2 separate regions of the Mus musculus genome follow, and region 2 is linked to region 1. The links are chromatin contacts, called in public HiChIP or PLAC-seq maps. All regions are on one chromosome and are shown on one strand. Each heading gives the region's core, a stretch centred on a gene start, on an enhancer-like site or on the middle of the called end of the contact. The rest is flanking DNA. Distances are from core to core; before and after follow the strand shown.

Region 1 (3,121 bases), core at 344-2,843:
GAGTATGGCAGGGAGCTGGTTGTTTTCATATTCAAAGTGCCCTTGATTATGGAAAAGAAGGCCTCTTCAGCCACTATCTCAGGTCAGGATTTGGGTCTGCCAAATATAGAAAGGATTAGCTCCCAGTGGGTGCTGACCCTGACTGGGAGGATCTCGGATCAGGCTTCCTGTGGCTGAGTCCCAGCTAGTCTCACAAGCTGCTGCCCTTTCCTAACACTTAAGCCCAGGCAGGATCTCCACGCTAAGATACAAAGTGGCCAACTGCCTATCTATGCATATGCTTGCCCCTGTGTACTTAGAGTTTTACTTAACTGAAAAATACCTAAGAGCATTTCTGGCTGCTCCAGAATAGGAAGAGCTGGTGTGGTTTAGCCTTGGTGAGGATAAAGCCCCTAGAGTGCTCTGAAGTACAACTGAGGGAAAAAAAAAAAAAAAAAAACAACTTAAAAATGTGTGCATATGTTGAAGGAAAAATAAAAGAACAAAGAACTGGATTACATCTTGTTTTATGCCTCTTCGCCAAAGGTTTTCCTAGGACAGAACGCACAGGAGCTGCCAGGAGGCTCCTTCTGGTTTAAGGCCACCTGCTTGCCTTTGATCACGGCACAGTCACGCGTTCAGGGACACACCTTTTATGTCTCAGAGACTCGGGCCTGAGTTGCTCCTTGCGGACACTGATTCTTTTCCTTGGGCTTCCTTCTATGCTCACGTTGGGGCCTTACTGTATGTGGGCTGATGCTCAAACCGATGCTGCATTTATCAGTTTGTACGCGTGTCGGGGGCTGTGTAACTTATTTGTCAGTGGTTCATGAATATTATAGAGCCATTGTTCAGCCTAGAGAAACGGAGGACCAGAAGGTACAAATCCCATCGCTGTCCACCCCACTGAGCCCCGCCTCCCCAAGGGGCGTAGCAGACAGGCCTGTTTGGGGGTTATCTGTAGAATGTAGATCCAACTTCTCCCTTTGGAAGGTAATGAAAGAAGACATCTTTTTGTCAGCATTATCTGAAAGGTGACCCTCTTAATCAACCCGTGTAAAGTTTGCATTTTGAAACTATTTCTACTCTCCTAGGTCCCGCAAGCCTGGAAGGCAAGACCCTGCCCCTTACCTCGCCCTAATTTGGAGGACAAGAGGATGTGCGGAAGAGACTGTCCCATCTGCCCCGGGACAGTACACAAGCAACCACAATACAAACTAGGCCTTGCTCTTACTTGTCTTGCTCAACTCCTACCCGTTTTCCGCCCCGAGTCCCGGGTGCCAATCAGCCCCCAGTTCGGCGCTGCGGACACTCACCACGCCACTCGAGGGACGGTTCCTGGATGTGAGTCAAATCTTGGGCGATGCCCTGGTGAATCCCCAGCAGCAGCAGCTGTTGCAGCCAGAGCAGCTGCAGCATCGCTAACCATTGCACCATCAGGCACGCTAGGTGACACCCACGGGAATCAGAACCGTGTCCCCTGCTCTGGACTAGGCTGCAGGAGGCAAGAGAAGCTACCACTCTTCTTGAGGACCACGCCATCCCAGAGCCCTGGAGATGAACTCGCCTCCCTTGTCGCCACAGCGTGTACACTTGGGACTCTGGGCGTGGAGACGCAAATAGCGGAGTTTTCGCCGCCCCGCCCACACTGCTTTGGGGAGGGAGCAGGAAAAAGGGCCGGGCCCTGTGCAGCTTAAACACTCTGGCCTTTTGGGGTTAGGAGAAAGTAGGGCTAAAGCAGCACCGTGGCTCCCCTTCCCTGCTCCATGAGTGCTCAAACTTCTCTCTCGGATTTGCTGCAATTCCTGGTCACCCGTCCCCAGTGTGGGTGAGCGAGCTAATCCTCTCCAGGAGAAGAAACCTGCCCACTGGATTTGCAAGGGTTTGGCTGCCGGCAGAGGAGTCAAAAGAGCTGCCGGGTGAACTCAGGCCCGGGATGCCTCTGGAATGCAGAGCACAGGAGACACCTAGGGGCCCAACCTGGTCTTCAACATTGCTCCAGAGTAACCAGAAGTCACCTTCAGTATCCAGCTTTATCCTATTTTAAAATAACCCCAGGCTTCCGTTTTCTTAGATCATCTTCATCTAATCAAATATCCCACACTGTAGAGTTGAAGAACCCAGTCAGAAAGGTGTGTGACTGGATCTCGGTTACTCCTTAACTCAACAAAACTTACTCCCTAAATTAGTAGACAACAACAAATAAATACAAAACATCAGGCTGCCCAAACCGTGACCAGTCGCAGTCTTTCTAACTGCCCACCTTCCCCGCCAAATAACTAACATTTATTATACAGGAAGCATTCAATACATAAGAGAGCAAGCAGTCTGATACAAGGCCCTTGCCTAAGTAAGACCTTGGCATAGCGGGTAAAACAGAAGTGGGAAGACAGTAAAAGGGAACCTGGGGGAAAGGAGGACAGATGATGGGATCTTGGAGGACCTGTCTTACTTTGCCAATAACAAAACCGACAATTACAGTGCCAGACTCAGGAAATATGCCTCTGCCTACAAGGTATGCATAGCCAGGAGTGATGGTCGGAGGGAGATAGGGCCTTAGTCTTGCTGGAACCTAGACAGCTTGCTGGTGGAGGTTAAGTAAGCCTTGAGTTCTGTGAGCTAGCAAGATGTGTATACTTCAGTCACAGTGAGAGTCTTGAGAAGTCTTGGGATTGGAGGTATCAGGGGCATGGCTTAAGGAAAGATGTCTGGTTGTCCTCTGAGAAGGAAATTGAAGGACTAAGGCTGAAGAGGAAGACGAGAGAAGACTCAATGTGTACTTCTCGAGTCTATAGAATAGCAGTATACACAGAAGTCTTTCCTGACAATAGGCAGAAAACGCATGTTGTGAGCACCGCATACCACACAGTCTGCAGTCACCAACCCCGACTTTCTCTCTGTTGGCCTCGAACCACACTACTGTGGGAATGTTGCCTGTAGTGGGAAGATTCAGTCCTCATTAAGATGACTGGCATCAGTTGTGGCAGGCAGATGCAATCCATGTGGCCTAATTAGATAACCGAGTTGGTTGCTGATATTAATCTCTGAAGGAAGCAGGGCAGTGAGACCAAAGGGGAGCAAGACAGGAGGAACTGGAATGGGCTCTGATGGTCACACCACGAGTGGTGATGTGGGAAGGAGA
Region 2 (3,121 bases), core at 339-2,838, 150 kb after region 1:
CCCACCCTCACTGCCAGATGAATCCTTCGGTTTCAAATATTTTAAATTACAGTCTTGAAGAGCAAAGGAGGCTCTTGCAAGCAGCCGAAGGAGGAGAGTGTAGTACACTCACATGGCCAAATGTTCTGTTTTTCCCCTGATGAACTATCAGTAGCAACAAGGGTGACAGCTGAGGGCGGAACTGGCTGGTGTGTGTGTGTGTGTGTGTGTGTGTGTGTGTGTGTGTGTGTGTGTGTGTATTCTGATAGCAGTCTCATATCAGAACAATTAAGTATAAACCTGAAGGCCTGCTCTCATGAAAACCTTCAATCCAGTCTCTAAGGGCCTCAAACTCAGACTTTCAAAGGGAGCCTTGCTTTGCCAACAGTCACCATTTCACTGTGTTTGCTAATTTCCCAACTCCATGAAAACCTCCAAAAGGGTGAAGATGGAGAACAGAACCTTATGGGAGCCCCAGGAACTTACAGATCCCTGAATGTCATCATGACGTTATCTCTAAAGTCCACACTGTCCCTTAGGGGCTTTTATTGACAAACTGCAGAGAAGTGACTCAAGTCTATGTCATGATCATCTTTCCCAGAACTGGGAGTTCCTCTGGCCTGCCAGACACAGGAGCATTTTTTTCCTTCTCCTCAGCCTTACTCACACATGGTGGCTCATCGCTTTGAGGGCATGGAGAGTTTCCTCATGGCCCCTGTACATTCTGTGCTGCTTTGCTGAGTGAGGAGAGGTGCACACGGCTGCATCACTGTTTTCAATTTCATTTTTCAGTTTCACCTGGGGCCAAAGTTTTCGGTATCCATATAGTTTGATTGCTTTCTGATTCACTGTGATCATATGCTTTGCAGGATAATTCATTCTTTTGCTCGAAGATATTAATAACACACAGTGTTAGTACTCTTAAGCAGACATGTAAAAGAAAAAAATTGAAACTCAGGAAGACTGAGTAACTCACATTCGAGGTCTAAGAGATGTGGCCGAGACAGGAGAATTAGACAATTGGAGACCTTCAAACCATGGCAGAGCTTTGTGGCTTCGAAGAGAACTATGCAGTTTTTCAAACCCCCAAATTATTTAATTAAACAGGACTTAAATATCTATTATAAACCCAGCCTCATGACACAGAAATATATCCATGTATTTAGTCAATAAAATATTTTAAGTACAGTATTGTACAAAAAACACGTAGCCACAAGGGCCTTGTCTTTAAGAATCCTCTGGGTAGTTAGATAAAAAAACAGATCTCTGAAGTAGTTTGATGACAGTATGAGGTAGTGTGTGAGGTAATAGATGCTGGAGGTCAGAAGAGTTCCTGCCTGACATAGTCAACCTGACCTGAAAGGCCACAGGATATGACTGGGGAACACTCTAGAAAAAGGCACTTTGGAAACAGGAACAGTGTGCATCAAAGAACTGAGCCAGTAACCATTAAAGTGTTCATGCAGCCTATCAGGTTACTTGGTGAGAAGATTTGTCAGGGACCGGGAAAAATTGTAGACTAATTTTGTCACTTGCTGAGGTAGAAGCGATAATGTCTCATACTTTGTATATGTGTGGTTATGGAATCATAATCTTTATTGTTATTATTATCTGCATGAGTCAGGCTGGAGCTAGATCTCATTAAAGAGTCCCCAGGGAATACGAAGAGGAATCGAGGTACACACATGTCAAGTGAAGTATCATCATCAGTAGCTAAGGATTTTTACCCATAGTCTGGTGCATTGAACCTCCACTGAAAAGACTCGGTCTCAAGGATTAGCTTTTTATCTGAGACCCTAAAATGAACCTAAGGCCTTGTGTGCTGGTACACACCTTCTTTCTTCTCCTTCTCCTTCTCCTTCTCCTTCTCCTTCTCCTTCTCCTTCTCCTTCTCCTTCTCCTTCTCCTTCTCCTTCTCCTCTCCATCTTCTCCTCCTTCTTCTATTTATTTATTTAATATATATCAGTACACGATCTCTCAATTCAGACACACCAGAAGAGGCCATTGGATCCCATTACAGATGCTTGTAAGCTACCAAGTGGTTGCTGGGAATTGAACTGAGGTCCTCTGGAAGAGCAGTCAGTGCTCTTAACCACTGAGCCATCTCTCCAGCCCCTACAATAGCTTCTTAAGCTAGATACAGTTACTCCGAGTTTTAGAGGTGAGGAAGCAGACTGAGATGCCCTGAGCATAAACAACAGTGGTCGAAGGAATTGAGGCAAGATCGTGAGCCCAGTTCATCAGATTTACCCTTTAGCTGCCATTTAGCTGGGATGCCTAAGTGACAATAAAACAAGTTATTATATTTTAATAAAGCACAGAATTGGGACTCAATAAGGGTTGCTCTCTTCTGAACCCCACCAAGTGGTTGGGGGATTTCTAGGCAAAACTTTTAAGTTGATCAACCATTTCTTGCCCTTCTACTGTCTGTTCAGTATGCTGTTGCCATATGTAACCAACCATGGGGCCCATGAGAGGTGAAGAGTCTAAGGTGGAGATGTACGAGTATCAGCTGTGCATCGAATTTTAAAGGTTTAGTGTGACCACCTTTAAAAAAGGACATTATATATCCAAATCATTTTTAATTGGTCCAAATGAGATACAAGTACCTCATGTTTCTTTTTCCTTTCTTCTGGTCTGACTTCTAGAAAACGTTCACTTGCACATCTGGCTCAGGTTTGTGGTTTCTGTTATCTGCCCCTTAGACACAGGAACTGCCTTGCCCAATCCTTTGTCTTTCCAGAGGTGCATTTGGCTTACAGTTCCCTCCCTCTGTCAGGACGCTAATGGCTTTCTGTGTGAGGAGTAGTATTCTCACCCACTTCATGCTAGCACATAAATGTCTGTCTGTGTGTCTCTCTCTCTGTCTCCTCTCTACCTCCTTCCCTCCCTCCCTCCCTCCCTCTGTGTTTCTTGTAACTCTCTTTCCCCCTCCCCCACTCTCTCTGTTATCTTCATATCCATCTCCACTTCAACAGATTTTTAAGAAAACATCCTTAGCAGGGAGTTTTGTGTACCCAGCTACTGAGACTTGCCAGTGGCCACAGGGATCTGGAGGATGCCACCATGTAGATCAGCTGGAGGTAGAGACCAGAGAAGAGTGGTAGAGACTGAAAAATGGAAATTTCCATGCCTTGGATA

What was found. HiChIP or PLAC-seq counts read pairs in DNA pulled down with a chosen protein or histone mark.
Region 2: a contact with region 1 is called in an HNF4G HiChIP or PLAC-seq map of pancreatic cancer cells. The contact joins the enhancer-like site here to the promoter of Pla2r1 in region 1. A contact is called at or near these places in 1 of 15 datasets of contacts at CTCF or cohesin (the NIH/3T3 cell line), 4 of 484 Hi-C or Micro-C datasets (adipose-derived mesenchymal stem cells, cortical neurons, embryonic fibroblasts and 1 more), 2 of 115 datasets of contacts at active chromatin or transcription factors (extraembryonic endoderm stem cells and pancreatic cancer cells) and 1 of 9 other capture datasets (pancreatic islet).

What each region holds. Positions count from the first base shown.
Region 1 is chr2:60,551,715-60,554,835 of GRCm38.p6, forward strand. It overlaps Pla2r1 (phospholipase A2 receptor 1), which reads right to left and starts at 1,594. Exons shown (of 30, transcript NM_008867.2): 1 at 1,296-1,594. The coding sequence starts at 1,416. Gm13583 (a long non-coding RNA gene) reads left to right here. Exons shown (of 3, transcript XR_374557.4): 3 at 1,074-1,302.
Region 2 is chr2:60,699,628-60,702,748 of GRCm38.p6, forward strand. The region is part of intron 2 of Gm33436 (a long non-coding RNA gene); the gene reads left to right. It also overlaps a transcript of Itgb6 not described here. Among named protein-coding and RNA genes, the nearest start is that of Gm33436, 8.6 kb to the left of the region's middle. Within about 2 kb of position 1,589, at least 73 of the 459 cell types and tissues checked have an H3K27ac peak or open chromatin away from gene starts, as enhancers often do. A contact at or near this core is called in the NIH/3T3 cell line, adipose-derived mesenchymal stem cells, embryonic fibroblasts and 2 more, where this site is marked.